Regions from separate parts of the Mus musculus genome. Here regions 1 and 2 are each linked to region 3. A link is a contact called in public HiChIP or PLAC-seq data. All regions are on one chromosome and are shown on one strand. The core of a region is the stretch at or near the end of the contact, and the rest is flanking DNA. Distances in the headings are between cores, read along the strand shown.

Region 1 (4,980 bases), core at 382-2,881, 210 kb before region 3:
GGATAGGAAGTTTTGAAGTCTGACAGACTGGACTAAGTAGTAAGACCTTGCCGAAGAAAGAGGGAGAGGGAGAGGAAGAGGAGAGGAGGAAAGGAGGGAGGGAAAAGAGAGAGGGAAGAAAAGGTCATGCTACATGTTCGATTATACATAGGGGTTGAAGATGACTCTTCAGCTAAAGTTCTATCTCTCGTCTTGTGAAGTAGCTTAGCAACTAAGTGTGTTAGCTGCCAAGCCTGGTGACTTGAGTTCAACACCCAATGATGAGAAGAGACAGACTTGTTCTCTGACCTCCATATGCATACTATAGCGTTCACAATCACACACACCCTAAATAAACAAATGTAAACGAAAAAATAATCTCTCTCTTCAGGGATAAGGGATTCTGGGAAGGACTGAGACCTCATGTGACCACAAAAGATAAGGATCTATGATGAACAGCAGTTAAATGTTAATAACTGAGGCAGTGCCTGAGATATGCCTCTGGTGTCCAAGTAAGTGCCTCTCTGTGCAGTCTGGTTTGGCATGAACTAGGAAGTGTTCCGAAAGAATAAAGATTAGGGAGAACTGCTGGACTTGTGGGTACAATTTCTTAGCACAGCAGGGGAAACATAAATTCTAAGTAGTTTATAGTGATTGGTCTCCTAGGAGCATCGAGGCTACCGGGGGAGGCTGTGAATGTGAGAAGGAACCCAGAGGTTAAGCTGTTCTTTAGAATAAAAAAGTACCAAAATACAAGGGGAAGATGTCAGTGGAAGAGCTGGGAAAGGATGACCAAAGATTAGGAAGCGTTCCAGAGAGGCCCCATCTAGATCAGAAACCGCCTTCTACCCTCCTGGCAGCCTATTCTGTTTAATCACACTGCTGACACGGGAGTGCTTGCGTTAGAAGTCACAACACACACACACACACACACACACACACACAGACACACACACAGACACAGACACACACAGACACAGACACACACAGACACAGACACACACAGTAAAAGTCATCGTGTGTCTCTATTCCACTTGAGAGAATACAAGAAATTAGAAGACAGGTGGAACATACACACACACATCATACACAGACACATACACACAGACAAACAGACAGACAGACAGACAGACACACACACACAGAGTAAAAGTCATCCTGTGTCTCTATTCCACTTGAGAGAGTACAAGAAATTAGAAGACAGGTGGAACACACACACACACACACACACACACACACACACACACGGGTGGTGTGCGCTCACACACACTCCTGATGGTTTAGTTTGGTTGGTTGTCAAGTTGCTTTGTTGACTTTTCTTTTCTTAGATAAGATCTCACTGTGTAATTTAGGCTGTCCTTGAATTGTTATATAGCCCAGTCTGGCCTCAAAATCACATCCTTTTTCCTCATTCTTCTTCCACTCTTGTATCCTAGTCCTGGTGTTTTTAACCCACAAGACTAGAAACCTTTGTTTATACCTAATTCTAGTCTCCTAGTTTAAATATTAACCCATCACCCCTGGTTATCAGTGGGTATGAAAACAGATAAGTAACGTCTCTTTGCTGGCATTTGAAAGTTGGTGTTCCTAGCCTCTTTTCATTCTGTAGTTTAAAATATTCCTTCCAAACTGTAAATGACACCAATGTGACTCATTAAATGTCTCATTAGATGTAGTTTCTGTACATGATTGTTTTCAGACCTCCTAGATAAGACTGCCCCCATTGTACCTAATTTTTCCTCCAGTTTAAAATATATCGCCGATGAGTCATTCAGCTCTGTGTAATTAATTTATGAGAAACATTCATGCATATGTAGAATCCAGAAGATTATAATTTCAAGTATCCATGATGTCACCCCACTACAATGTGGCACAGGACTTATTCTTCTGTGTCAAGGAATTAACATAATACCATTTTACTTAGAATAATTCACTGTAAAATCTGTCATCTTGCAGCCAGTGGTATTCTTACATGTCATAAGCCTCTACTGCTGTGACTGTTTTTGTTTTTTTTTTTGTTTTTTTTGTTTTTTTGTTTTTTTTTCTGCTGCTGCTGCAACTTTGTCTCCAAATGTAAGGGACCTGATCTATGGCTGCATCACCAGCCAGCTAGGGACAGTGGTCCCTAAATCCACTAGAGCAGTTGAATAGGACCAAATAAGGATGATAGCCACAGTAGACTGAACATCCGCTCAGTTGGCTCAGCCGGCTTGTCAGGCATTGGACTTGGTCTCATCACAGCAACCATACTGGGTACAATTGAAGCTGCAGAGCTAGAAAAATCACGCAGCTACAGGAAAACCCTGGTCTGTCTACAGCTAACCTTTCCCCGTGGCTTTGGCTATTGGATGTGATGGTCTGTTTTCCCTCACTATCTACACTTCAGTTATATCTGGTTTTCCTTGGAGATATTAACAAAAAGTGGCCAGCAACATGTTACTTAGCCTTCTTTTTCGGTCCTCCACAGTTCAAGCATATGAAAACATGTTTCCCTTTTCTGCTTATTTAATAGTCTTCCTCCCCACCCCCGCAAATTTTGCATCCAGTCCTTCAACCGTGGACCCTAGAGATGTGTAAGAAATAAAGAGTGGACTTTGATATAGCTCCATCGCTTAGAGAGCTAGCTAGTTCCTCCTGAGTCACTCAGCTCATTGACCCTCCTGCTCTGGTCAGACTATAAATTGCACTGTTTTCTTCCTTTCTGGCACTGGGCCAATTTGGAGAACCATAAACTCTTTTTAAATAAATGGGACCACAGAACAGAACCTATAATCTATTTCTCCACACCCCTAGTTTCGGCTAGCCGCTGTCAACGTTTTGTTAGTCTTTAACATTTCTGGTCAAGTAAGATCAAGAATAGCTGTTGGAACCAATAGCAAGGCTTACATAGTAAATGAATTTGTTGGATAAAAGCATTTAAACTCTAAAACGTGCTTTTGAAGTGAAATAGGCATTTGAGAACTAGTCTACTTCAGCACATAAATGTATGAAGCTGATTGTAACTCTGATTTGTAATGGACCTTGATGTCATTTCAGACACATCTAGTATAACTTAAGTTTTTAAATTACATTTACACTCTCTCTCTCTCTCTCTCTCTCTCTCTCTCTCTCTCTCTCCCTCTCTCTCTCTCTCTGTGTGTGTGTGTGTGTGTGTGTGTGTGTTCATATGTTGTGTCACATGTGTAGAAATCAGAGGACAACTCAAAGGAGTTTGTTCTCACCTTCCATCATGTAGTTCCCAGGGATTGAACTTAGGTCACCTTTACAACAAGAACTTTTATACGCTGAACCAACAGACTCACTCTCATAGCTTCCTAAAACTGGGAGCTCTAGAGAACAAGGCCTCCAGAATCTTCTAAAAAGAATGGGGTCTCATTTCACCCCACTACAGTAACTACACTCTGGTCATTACATTTTTTTTCAAATCATACAGTTAAATAAATACCTGTAATTTGTGTCTTAAATTGTAAATTCATTTTTCTTCTCCTAATCTACTTTCTTTCCATTGTTGTTGTTTCTTGATTGTTTTTAGTTTGAGGTAGGGCATCACTATGTAGCCCTGACTGGCCTGAAACTCATTATGCCTAGAACTCTCAGAGACCAATCCTCTTCTGCTTCCCAAGTGCTGAAATTAAAGGTATGTGCCAATATTCCTGGATTCCTAATATACTCTAGTCAGAAACCAATGTGGCCACTTGCTTTGGCTGAGTGCTCATTGTGTGCCAACGCTCTTCAGTGTTTGTAAGAATGACCCTATGGGCATCCTTTTGGCAGATCTGATGACATCTCTTCAGTTTACTCCTCCCGTTACAGAAGAGGAAGCCAGGGCCTGCTAAGGTCACCCAGGCAAACTTGTGTGGCACAAAAAAGGATCCTGTGCATCACACACTTTCCTAAATATTTAAACGAGCTCTTTACTGTTCTTTGTATTTCTTTAGCAGTTTTATCCATTTATATAATAACTTTTAGCCATTTTCACCTTCTAATCAATCCCCTCTCATCCACCTCCCTCTCTTTCAGAAATCTTTCTCCTTAGCAAGTCCCCTTCTTGCTTTTGCATCTTGCCCGCCTAAGGCCCTGAGTTTAGAGTTCCTAGCCTGAATGTGGGTGGGAGGTTATTTGCTGGTACAAAGGCAACTTTTCAGTAGTCCCAAGACTGAAGGACATGACAACTCTTCCTTCAACATCTGCTTCCTAAGATTCTACAACATTGCCTCTAACAACAATCTAGGCGTTATCACATTAAATAGCTCATGCCTACAGTGTTCAGCACAAGTCCAGCTTCCTAGAAGTTTCCAGGAAATTCTTTCCAAACTTAAGAATTTTAAAAAGTAAGTGGTATCAAAGTAAAAAAAGAACCTAAATTGTGACCTTTAAAGTAAAGAAGAACTATACATTTGAAAACTGATTTAGTTCATGAAGGTTCCTTTTCCCTAAGATAGTCACGCATTTCCACAGAGTAAACTAATCTGGATAAGTCATATTCAACAATGAGATTCCAAGAAGGCATTCCTCTGCATAGGGAGGCCGGTGAAGTGTATATGGCAAGTAAGAAATGGTCAGTTAGAAGCCCAAGCACCCGTGTCTTGGTTATAAATTCGTTAGAATCCTCAGGGGAAGAAGCCCCAAGTGGGTGTTTTAAGCTAACGAGGATGGCTCAGAGGTCTGGGCATTGTCCTTTGGTGTTTCTATGGAAGACTTTCCTTCTGTGGTTGTGTGATGGCTGAGTTCTTCCATAATGACATTGCCAGGATACCCTAGCTTATCTAAACTATCTTCTCCTATACTTCTAAACAGTGTTCTGGGTTGTGTAGTTTGCAGCTCTGTAAGTCAGTTACACACAGATGTACCATTCAAAAAAATCTACTAAGCACAGATGTTTTTTTTTAATATTTTATTTATTTATTATATGTAAGTACACTCAGACACTCCAGAAGAGGGCATCAGATTTTGTTACGGATGGTTGTGAGCCACCATGTGGTTGCTGGGATTTGAACTCAG
Region 2 (4,499 bases), core at 408-2,907, 240 kb before region 3:
AAGCAAGAGTTGGCTTCAGTCATAGATTCTGCTTTGTGCCAGGTTGTGTTTAAAAGATTCCCTTTGGAGAATTGGGAGGAAAAGGGTAAAGGATTTTTTTTTTAAGTCAAGAAGGTGCTCTTTGCTTTTATTATCTCTTATTGCAGAAGGGTCTGTCCCTCTGATTCCCCAAGACTAACACTTGGCCAACATGCTCTCATGAATTGTTTACATCATCCATTAATTAAAATGATGAATCTATTAAAAGCAGGACTCCCTCTTCCTGATGCATGCACCATCACCAACCTTTAAAAAAAATGCTGCATGGTTTATTTATAAAGTGGCTTTGGCTTGTTAATAATAATGCTGTGTAATTTGTAGATTACTTTTTGACTTTGTAAAAACTGAAATTTAGCATTATGTTTCTGCAAATTAAAAAAATCTCACAGACATCTGCCTGCCTCTGCCTCTAAGTGCTAAGATTCAAGGCATGTGCCACTATGCCTGACAACAGTTTATATATTTTTTTTTAAAGATTTATTTATTTATTATATGTAAGTACACTGTAGCTGTCTTCAGACACTCCAGAAGAGGGCGTCAGATCTTGTTAGGGATGGTTGTGAGCCACCATGTGGTTGCTGGGAATTGAACTCAGGACCTTCAGAAGAACAGTCGGGTGCTCTTACCCGCTGAGCCATCTCACCAGCCCCAACAGTTTATATTTTTACATATTACTTTTATTGATCACATTTAATGTGTTTGACACTGTTCTGTCTATATATAAATAGAAACTATCAGTGTGGTTAGAACCACTCAAACTGCTTGGATATTCAGTTGTTTCATAAATATGTTTGCATGCCTAATATACTTTGAGTATTATTACATATACTTAAAATGAGAGTCTGCCTTCATGTTTTTTACTGCCTTTTCCTTGACCCTTTACAGTTTTAAGTCTAAATTGTATAATTAAGGAACACGAACAAACAACATAAATGATGAAAGAATTCTCAATTTTAAAACTAACCTTGTCCTGTGCAAGAGTGAATACAGATGTGTCTGCACTGGGAACTTTTAAATACTAGACATGTTACAAATCATGACCTTCAGACATTACTCGAGACCTAGAAAAACTTCCATGTGAGTAACGTATTCCTTTGTCATAAAATATTGAAGCATTTCAGTTAGTCTTTAGACAAACGAGATGAACGTGATCAGATGACATCACTTCTGAAGACAGTTTCTTCTTGGAGAAAGCCATCTGAGTATATTAAATTGAGGTCTGATGAGTGAGTACTTGCTAAAACTTAGTGCTAGGAGACTTTCTAGCCATAGGTCTATAAAACATTTGTAGCAAGTTCTCATTACGGACATAGCTGCTCAACTTTTGGCTTTGAATCCATGCTTATCCAAGGATGGATCTGCTTAAATAAGGACCATATCAATACCTTGCTATCCAGTAGGTGTACACTCATGGAAAAATCACCATTGACCCTAACAAATGTCATGATATAATGGGGTATAGTCTGTGGGAAGTCCGGAGGAAGTCAGTCTCCAGTTAGTCGGCCTCTTTCTCCACCTCAAACGCTTCGATTTCCTTGATGCAATACCCAAAGCTGTGTTGTTATCTAGAATGAGTCAGTTGATGACTGAATGACTAATAGCCATGCATAGCAGGCCTTGCTCCTAGCACTGAAAAAGGGGCGGCAAGTGCTTGGGAGCAAGGAGGTCCCACCTCTGAATCCTCCCAGTTGGCTCAATCAGAAAGCCCGGGCCTATGATCTGCCAAAAAATATCTGGCAAAGGCATCAGTTATTATTATTATTATTATTTTTTGACAAGGACAAAGATGCAATTGACTTGATTCCTCAAAGAGATTTGTGAGGGTGAAAGAAAGTTCACTGTCCACCTTTAAGGACTCTGAGCTTGTAATGAGATGATGGATGGGAAAGTGAGTTTTAGGAATGCAGTACAAACACAAAGTCACTTTTCTTCATTCTTTCAGTACCTGGAGAAAAATGGAGAAACAAAGAGAGCCACACATGCATTCAGGTCTCACTCTGTCACCTAATGAAGCTCTCTGCAAAGGGTAGAGTTCAAATTCCTGACCCTGTTTCACCTAGTGACTTTCTGTGAGACCCAGCATTAATGCTGCTTCTCTTTGTTCTCCCACAATGTGCTTCTATTACTTCCAAGAGGTGATGCCCACATGAGAACCTATGTTATTGCTTTTGGCAAGTATACAGTACCTACTACGTGCCAGGACCAATCTCCTGTTACATGAATGCTGAGGCATTTAATCCTCAAGACAAATATACGAGTGATATGTTATTACTACCCCCACTTTACAAATGTCTGAGCAAGTGTATAAAGGCACATGCTATGCCTCAAATCCCTCAGCAAGTGAATGACCTTTTCAACATGATCTTCTGTCTGTCATGGCAGCAAATGTTAAGAGCTCTTTGTATGCTATGCTATGCTATGCTATGCTATGCTATGCTATGCTCTGCTTTGCTATGCTGGGCTATGCTATGCTGGGCAATGCTGGGCTATGCTAGGCTGTGCTGGGCTATGCTATGCTATGCTATGCCATGCCATGCCATGCTATGCTATGCTATCTCAAATACAAATCCACTACTCTCATCGTATATGTTTCTTGGTACTTTTCACCAGAGATCAGTTCCTAAGAGGCTTCTCTAGTGATTAAGCAGGAAATATTTCTTTCCTCATTTGTAGACTATTTATAAGTCACAAATGTGTTTTTCTTAGCATTTGATCTTCTTACCAACCATGAAAATACTTATAGCTTTATCTTCGGACTACAGAGACTTAATTTAAGAGGCTTGTAGTAATCCTGAAACTAGAAATACCCTGTCCTTTTTGGTGGGGAAGGGGAGGTGTCAAGCACTCTTTCTAGCATATCAGATTGGTTTGTAATTTCTTTCCTGCAAACTGTAGAGTCAACTTGAATCTTAAAGCACTCCATCAAAAATGGCAGAAGCATTTTTAGAAGAAATACTTAAAATAGTTTGAGCAACATAAAAGTAGCAGATGATTGTGTTGGATTGAGAGAAAGCTTCTTTAAGCAAACAGGTGCAGCTCTGTTCTGTGTATCACAGGTCAGATGCTCATTTGTCGGGTTGCCCGATTGAGCATCTTCAACAGCAGCATCCCAAGTGCCCCTCTGCTCTTTCATTACCCACCCACATGCTTCCCTCCATCCTCGGAGCTCTGTTGCTTGTTGTCCACCCAGGCACACCCCAAAGAAGACAAAGATGACTCAAATTGGTCATTAATGCAGACTCACAGTGCATTTTCTATTTTTCAGAAGAGTGAAGCAGGGTTTAAGGACGATTCAGTTTCATGGGAACTTACATTTCTACTTTAGATAAATTACAATTCTCCCCCCCCCCAATGCCTCTTTCATAGCCAGCTCTGTGTGTGTGCCTGTATGTGTATGTATGGATTTTAGTTTCCCTGTTAACATGTGAGGCAGCAGTTGAGCAAAATAGCAGTGTGTGCATTCTTTAATGGCTCAGAGTTCCAAGAAAAATGGATAATGCTAAATACAGGGAAGGGGGGAGTTAGATGTAAAATTACATCACCACAGGTCCTGGTGCATGGGAGATTATCGGGGAATATTTAGGAATCTGAAATGAACTGCCTCTCATTGTATCTCTAGAACTAAAATTATTGATGCTATAAAGTCATAAATATGTAGGAACTGCAAAAGATGACAGTCATCTAGTACAACCCTTTGATATTATTTTTAGATGAAGCAATAGAGACTCCCAAAAGTTATATGCTGTTTTTTTCTTGGCTTTTTTCATCATACAACATACTTCAGTGATCACCCATATGCTAAATCTGTTGTACAGGGCACCGTGTGAGAAAAGGGATCACGTGAGAGAAGCTGGCAGAAGACCTAACTCAGTGCTACCCACTGCCAATATAATACACACTCTGTATGCAGTTTTGAATTGCTTCATAAGCCACATTTTTAAAAAGTTTAAAATTGTGAAATTAACTTTAAATATAGATCGCTCTTAAGTTCATCTTAACTAAATACTAGCATTTTAGCTTATATAACATTGATAAATAGAAGTTGATTAACTTCAAGTTAATATAAAATTATTAGTTATTGTGTATTCCTTTTTTAGTTCTTTCAAAATCAGAGCACATGTTATAGTTTGGATACATCTCAGTCTGTATTAGCTGCCTTTCAAGTACTGAATGTTTGTCCATGTCTGTTGGACAGCATGGTGGTGGGATCATGGTGGAAAGAAAAGATCATGCACTTTAAAGCTTCAGGATTTTATTACTTATTTTAAAAGTTTCATTTTAATGTAAAAGCACAAGTTTAGGTCACCTCTTCTCAAATTATTGAATAAACAGAGCTTTAAAATATTGGCTCAGATAACTGTAGACAAAACTTCACTTAGGTGATTTGGTTATTATTTTTTTTCTTATTCTCATTCCTGATTATTGAGTTTATCTACACACTTGCATATACCCACACATTT
Region 3 (4,870 bases), core at 544-3,043:
ATTGTCTTAGATTAGAGTAACAGCCAGAGAAGCAAACAATCTTATAAAGTAATATGCTAATATAAATATGTCCAAAGGTAATATTCTCATTCACTGGCCTAACCTCCTACAATCTCATGTGTTGTGCAACCCTAGAGTATTCCATGTCAACTAAGACAAGATCCCCACGTCACACGGTGAGCTGAGTGATTCAGCAGCTCTGACCTGTGAAGACAGTCCAACATTCCTACCTGCTGATCAGTGAGATTTGCATAGCCAGTGTCTACTGATGTGTCAGATTTCTCAGACTTCCTTCCAGGCCCCTTTCCCCTGAGCAAGGCTCTCTGTGGCCATTCCTTCTCTGTGCCCATCCATGAGCCTCAACTGTCTATAGGTTCAGGTGTTTGGATTAGAAATATCCTTTCTGCCTTCCTCCGTTCTCTTCTATGCATTAGTTACTTAACATCGTGTTGTAACAAAATACCTGACTAAACCACATAGGCAACATATAGGAAGAGTCAGCGGAGATACGGAAGGTGTGGTGAGACTCATGAAGGCAAGAGCGTGTGACTGGAACTCCTTCTGCCTCACATCTCATGGAGTAGAGGGGAAGAGCTGGTGCTCACGTGGCTTGTTGCTCTCACCCTTCTTAGCCGCCTGGCTGATGGTCTGATGCTGCTCACACTTCAGAAGGCTCCTGGCTCTTCCATCAGTTGTTTCCTAGAAGGCTCTCATAGACTAGCCTGAAGGTGCTGGGTGCTTTTGACAATCTCCATTAATAGCCATGTTCAGTTTCTTTTCTCAAGATTAAGGTCTCCCTGCCCCACTTGTATCCAGTGTGACTTGAATGCCCCCTTTTATTGTCCCATAGCCTATTCTCCTCCTTCCTTTTCTACTGTATGGTGCTAAAATTGTCATCGACGATGGGCTCTAGTCTCGCATTGGATAAGGGTCACACTCTTACACACTTCAAACTCTAATAAAGTTCATGGCACATAGTGTCTCATGAACGTTGAGTTATTGATGAGATTAGAAGTTAATAGACCTCAATCCATTTGCAAAATTCTACTAGAGCACTTGTCAACTTTAGGAGGAAAAAAAAATCATAGCTAGTGGCAAATAGGAAGAAAATTCATTAAAATGACACAACATCTTCACTTTGAACATATCTTTGAAGCCAGGGGTGAAAGTTTATATATTTGATAAGATTTAAAAATACTTCAAAACAATAAGTTGATTCCAGAAATATCCTAGGAAATGAGGGCAGCTTGCTCTTGGCTCTCAGGCTTCAACATGTTACATAGACATGCTGAGAGAAGCTAGGGCCTTCCTTCATGTGTTTCTCATCAGATAAAATGCAATAGAGCTAACCTGGACAGATCTTTCCCTGTAGCAGAGCCAAAGAATGACTAGCTCACATGGGAGGCAGAAGTCTACCTCCTCCTCCTCCGGACACCATCAATTCTCTCACTAGGAACAAAGGACATGTAAGTGAGGATTGGCTGAGGAGAAACTGGAATTAATTAAAAAGTCATGTTCGAGCATTTTCTCTTAGAAGCTGTCTGATGTATTTGTTTCAATTTAAAAGCAATCAGAATCAGCTGTGATCGCTCTGTAAGACTTTTTAAGAAGAGTTGCAAATGACACCCAAAGTTTGTGTTCTCTCTCTCTCTCTCTCTCTCTCTCTCTCTCTCTCTCTCTCTCTCTCTCTCTCTCTCTCTCTATCTGGTTTTTAGTAGTAGGCCGTAGGCCTCTCTAGGAATGACAACAGACTTATACTGACCTTTAGCCTCACAAATATTGACAAAGAAACTAGCTAGCATTTACAAAGTTTCATGTCCTGTAGCACAGATCTTTTTGCCTCTCAGTCAGTTGTGGGTAAGAGTAATGGGTCCAACATTTCCCAAGGAGGCTGAGTACAGCCTCTGGCCAACTGCTGTGGCTCCTAGCTGACGGCGCTTTTCCCTTTCAAAGACAAGCTGCTGCTTCAGCATCCTCTCCTGGAGTCCTTGGCAAGATTTCAGGCCATGTGTCAGGGGAACCCTTGCGCACATTACTATGACGGAAGCCAAGTGCTGGCCCACAAATATTGAGTATTACTTATACCCAGGAGAGTTGAAGCAGACGCCTGGGTATGGCACAGCTCAGGGTGCCTTGAAGAACACAGAATAACAGAACCCACCGATGTTTATTGTTACTCCACAGCTGCCTGTGACACAGCCCTTTTGCAGTCCACGTGGAGTTTAGCCAATAGCGTTTGGTGGGGCATTTTCCTCTCAGTAGCCCCTCAAATGAAGCAAGATTCGCACAGTTAAATAGAAAAGTTTTCATATATATTTTTAAGTAGGGCCACAGCATATACGACCCCCTAGGGGGCACTCTATTAATGAATGCAACCTGTGTTCTTGGTAAAGGCCACTATTAAACTGGTTCGCTGTGTTTGGCCAGCTAGCTGCCGATGGCATTTAGGTGTGTTGTTTGGTGGGGTGACTCAATTTCCTGTAGGATAGCTGGCAACTCCACATTGAATTCTCCCACTCGCCAGGGGAGGAGGGATAGAAAGGTCAGTTAGGCCTTGTCTTAGAACAGTGGGGTTTAAAATGCCTGAACTTGAAGACATAATAATGACCCTGAAAAACTGTAGCTTGTCACACTGTCTCAGTCCCGGAGTTTGAAAGAAGTAAATTCTAACGCGACAAACCCAGCATTGGTTTTATAAACGAAATTTGTTTATTCCGCCGTATGTAAATATTCTCTCAGCAGTATGTACAAATGCTGGAGGTTAATTTCATTCTTTAAATACATAGAGAGCATGTGGAACATTTTTGAACGTATGTATGTGACCTTACTTGATTTCTGATAGTCAAAATGGCTAAGCCATGACTTCAATATAAACTGGATCTTTGGCAACCAATTGCTCCTCACGTTGCTATACCACCCACTTAAAGGCAAAGCCCATGTCTAAGTGTCTTGAAACATTAAATTGAAACTTTCCGGAGTTACTGTTTCTCATAAAAAAAAAAAAGACTGAAATATAATACATAGAGCCATATTCTGCTAGGTCCGAGGTCTGAATTCTACTTCTGATTTCAGAAAGCTTTCATGAAGATCGCCAAGGTGGGGGTAGGAAGTATACGCCACACACTGGGAGGTCCCCTGGAACTCTTGCTTTCTCAGAGTCGGGTGGCAGAAGGCAGAGACATCAAGTCTTAAAGATGTGCAGAGAGGATGTTTGGCTTGGGATAACTAAAAAAAAAAAATGACAGGAGATGGATTCTACACAATAGCTATGCCTCTGACCGCACGGCATATACAAACTATGAACGTCTCACCTGGCTTTATGTTAATTTCCTCCTTCAATTTTCTGACTGCCTGTTTTACATAGAGAAGGGAGGAAAGCAGAAACACCGGAACTGTATAAGAAACAGACCACCATGGCGTCCAGTCAGTGCTCCACTTACATATGGAATGGATTCAGTATTTTGAAATATTAAACTAGTGTTTCAGCGCTCTAGGTTGTGGGGCCACAAAGGACTCTCCATGTTTGCGCATCTTTCTTTTACAGAGCCAACTTGTAATATTTTGCAGTTTTGTGATCAGGAAAAACCAAACAGATAAACTATTTAACACTTACCTTGTACAGTTATCTTTAAGATCGTCTCCATTGTTAAAGAAAGAAACATCAACTTTAAATTTCAATTCAGGAGGTTTAAGGAATTGCTGACTTAAGGTCTCTTTAGAGATTAGTGAAGAGGGGACGCACAATTAGAGGCAAATTTCAATACTCAGCAGTCAAAATGACGAGCATACAGTTCAATAATGTCAGAGAAGGACAAGCCAAGAAGCAAGTCTCACACACTCTAAAAGTTACTGAAATTTTTACAAATGTAAGGAAATCTCAGAATCCTGAGATTCAACCCACCGCATTCTTTGTCCCGCCTGATAATTAATGGAGCCTACATTGGGGCAGAACTTCTTTCCCCCACAATACTGTAGATCAGAAGGGGAAAAGGAGAACCCCACCACTTCACATAAGGCTTTTCCTTTCTCCTGCCAGTTTTGTAGGCTAGACCCCTGGGGTTTCAACTTTTCTCTTTCTGAAATAAGATTGCTGTTCAGTTTCGGAACTGACCGGCTTAGGGAAAGTGGCCAAGTTCCCTGCGTCAGCTTTTATCAGCAGAACCCATTGCCCCATAGTTCTGACAGTCCATTTCGTCCATAGTGGGCAGAAAACAGACTACTAGACTTTCTGTCTTGAGCCCCAAGTCTAGGGTGTTCTTGTGTTTTCTGCAGAGGAGACACCCCAGCAGGGCATGTGTAAATTCCCCTTGCTCCTTGGTTCGTTCCCATTGCTGTTCCTTTAAGGTAGCTCTAGGGTAATTCTGAAGGTGAAATGTAGCCTGTTGTCACATTCTAAGGCATTCTGTCCCCACAACATTATGGTTTGTCTGTTTACATCTAACCCAAATTTTAGAGGGGTTGGCTGGATACTGACAGTCTGTCCCCAGTAGAGACGATTTTATTCCCACAATTCCCTTTGAGTAAGTAAATCCTAACCTTTGGGACACAAATCCATGGAAACTCGCAAACTTAAATTAAACCTGCATGCAGAAAGGGTAGTGCCTGTCCTAAGTCACCTTGCAACCCAGGACAGCAGGGCCTGGCAGGCGGCGCTGGGATAGAGGGCCCGGGACTCCGCTGTGCACCCCAGGGTCCCCCGCGGGGCAGGTGCGCGATTGCACGCGCCTGCGCGCTGGGGGCCAACCGAGCCCCGCCTGAGCCCCGCGGGGACCCCAGGCGGCGGGCGCTCCACGCCGGGTTTTCCGCTGCTCTGGTGCAAGACAGCTCCACAGCAGCGCTGCACACACACACACAGATACACACACAGATA

Evidence for each region. HiChIP or PLAC-seq counts read pairs in DNA pulled down with a chosen protein or histone mark.
Region 1: a contact with region 3 is called in a FOXA1 HiChIP or PLAC-seq map of pancreatic cancer cells. The contact joins two enhancer-like sites. A contact is called at or near these places in 3 of 484 Hi-C or Micro-C datasets (3T3-L1-derived adipocytes and embryonic stem cells), 3 of 115 datasets of contacts at active chromatin or transcription factors (heart atrium, memory CD8 T cells and pancreatic cancer cells) and 1 of 9 other capture datasets (adipose tissue).
Region 2: a contact with region 3 is called in an HNF4G HiChIP or PLAC-seq map of pancreatic cancer cells. The contact joins two enhancer-like sites. A contact is called at or near these places in 1 of 115 datasets of contacts at active chromatin or transcription factors (pancreatic cancer cells) and 2 of 9 other capture datasets (adipose tissue and pancreatic islet).

The regions. Positions count from the first base shown.
Region 1 is chr13:109,692,655-109,697,634 of GRCm38.p6, forward strand. The region is part of intron 3 of Pde4d (phosphodiesterase 4D, cAMP specific); the gene reads left to right. Among named protein-coding and RNA genes, the nearest start is that of Mir1904, 210 kb to the right of the region's middle. Within about 2 kb of position 1,632, at least 36 of the 459 cell types and tissues checked have an H3K27ac peak or open chromatin away from gene starts, as enhancers often do. A contact at or near this core is called in pancreatic cancer cells, where this site is marked.
Region 2 is chr13:109,657,669-109,662,167 of GRCm38.p6, forward strand. All of the region lies in intron 3 of Pde4d (phosphodiesterase 4D, cAMP specific), which reads left to right. Among named protein-coding and RNA genes, the nearest start is that of Gm32703, 220 kb to the left of the region's middle. Within about 2 kb of position 1,658, at least 18 of the 459 cell types and tissues checked have an H3K27ac peak or open chromatin away from gene starts, as enhancers often do. A contact at or near this core is called in pancreatic cancer cells, where this site is marked.
Region 3 is chr13:109,897,853-109,902,722 of GRCm38.p6, forward strand. All of the region lies in intron 7 of Pde4d (phosphodiesterase 4D, cAMP specific), which reads left to right. Among named protein-coding and RNA genes, the nearest start is that of Mir1904, 3.5 kb to the right of the region's middle. Within about 2 kb of position 1,794, at least 22 of the 459 cell types and tissues checked have an H3K27ac peak or open chromatin away from gene starts, as enhancers often do. A contact at or near this core is called in pancreatic cancer cells, where this site is marked.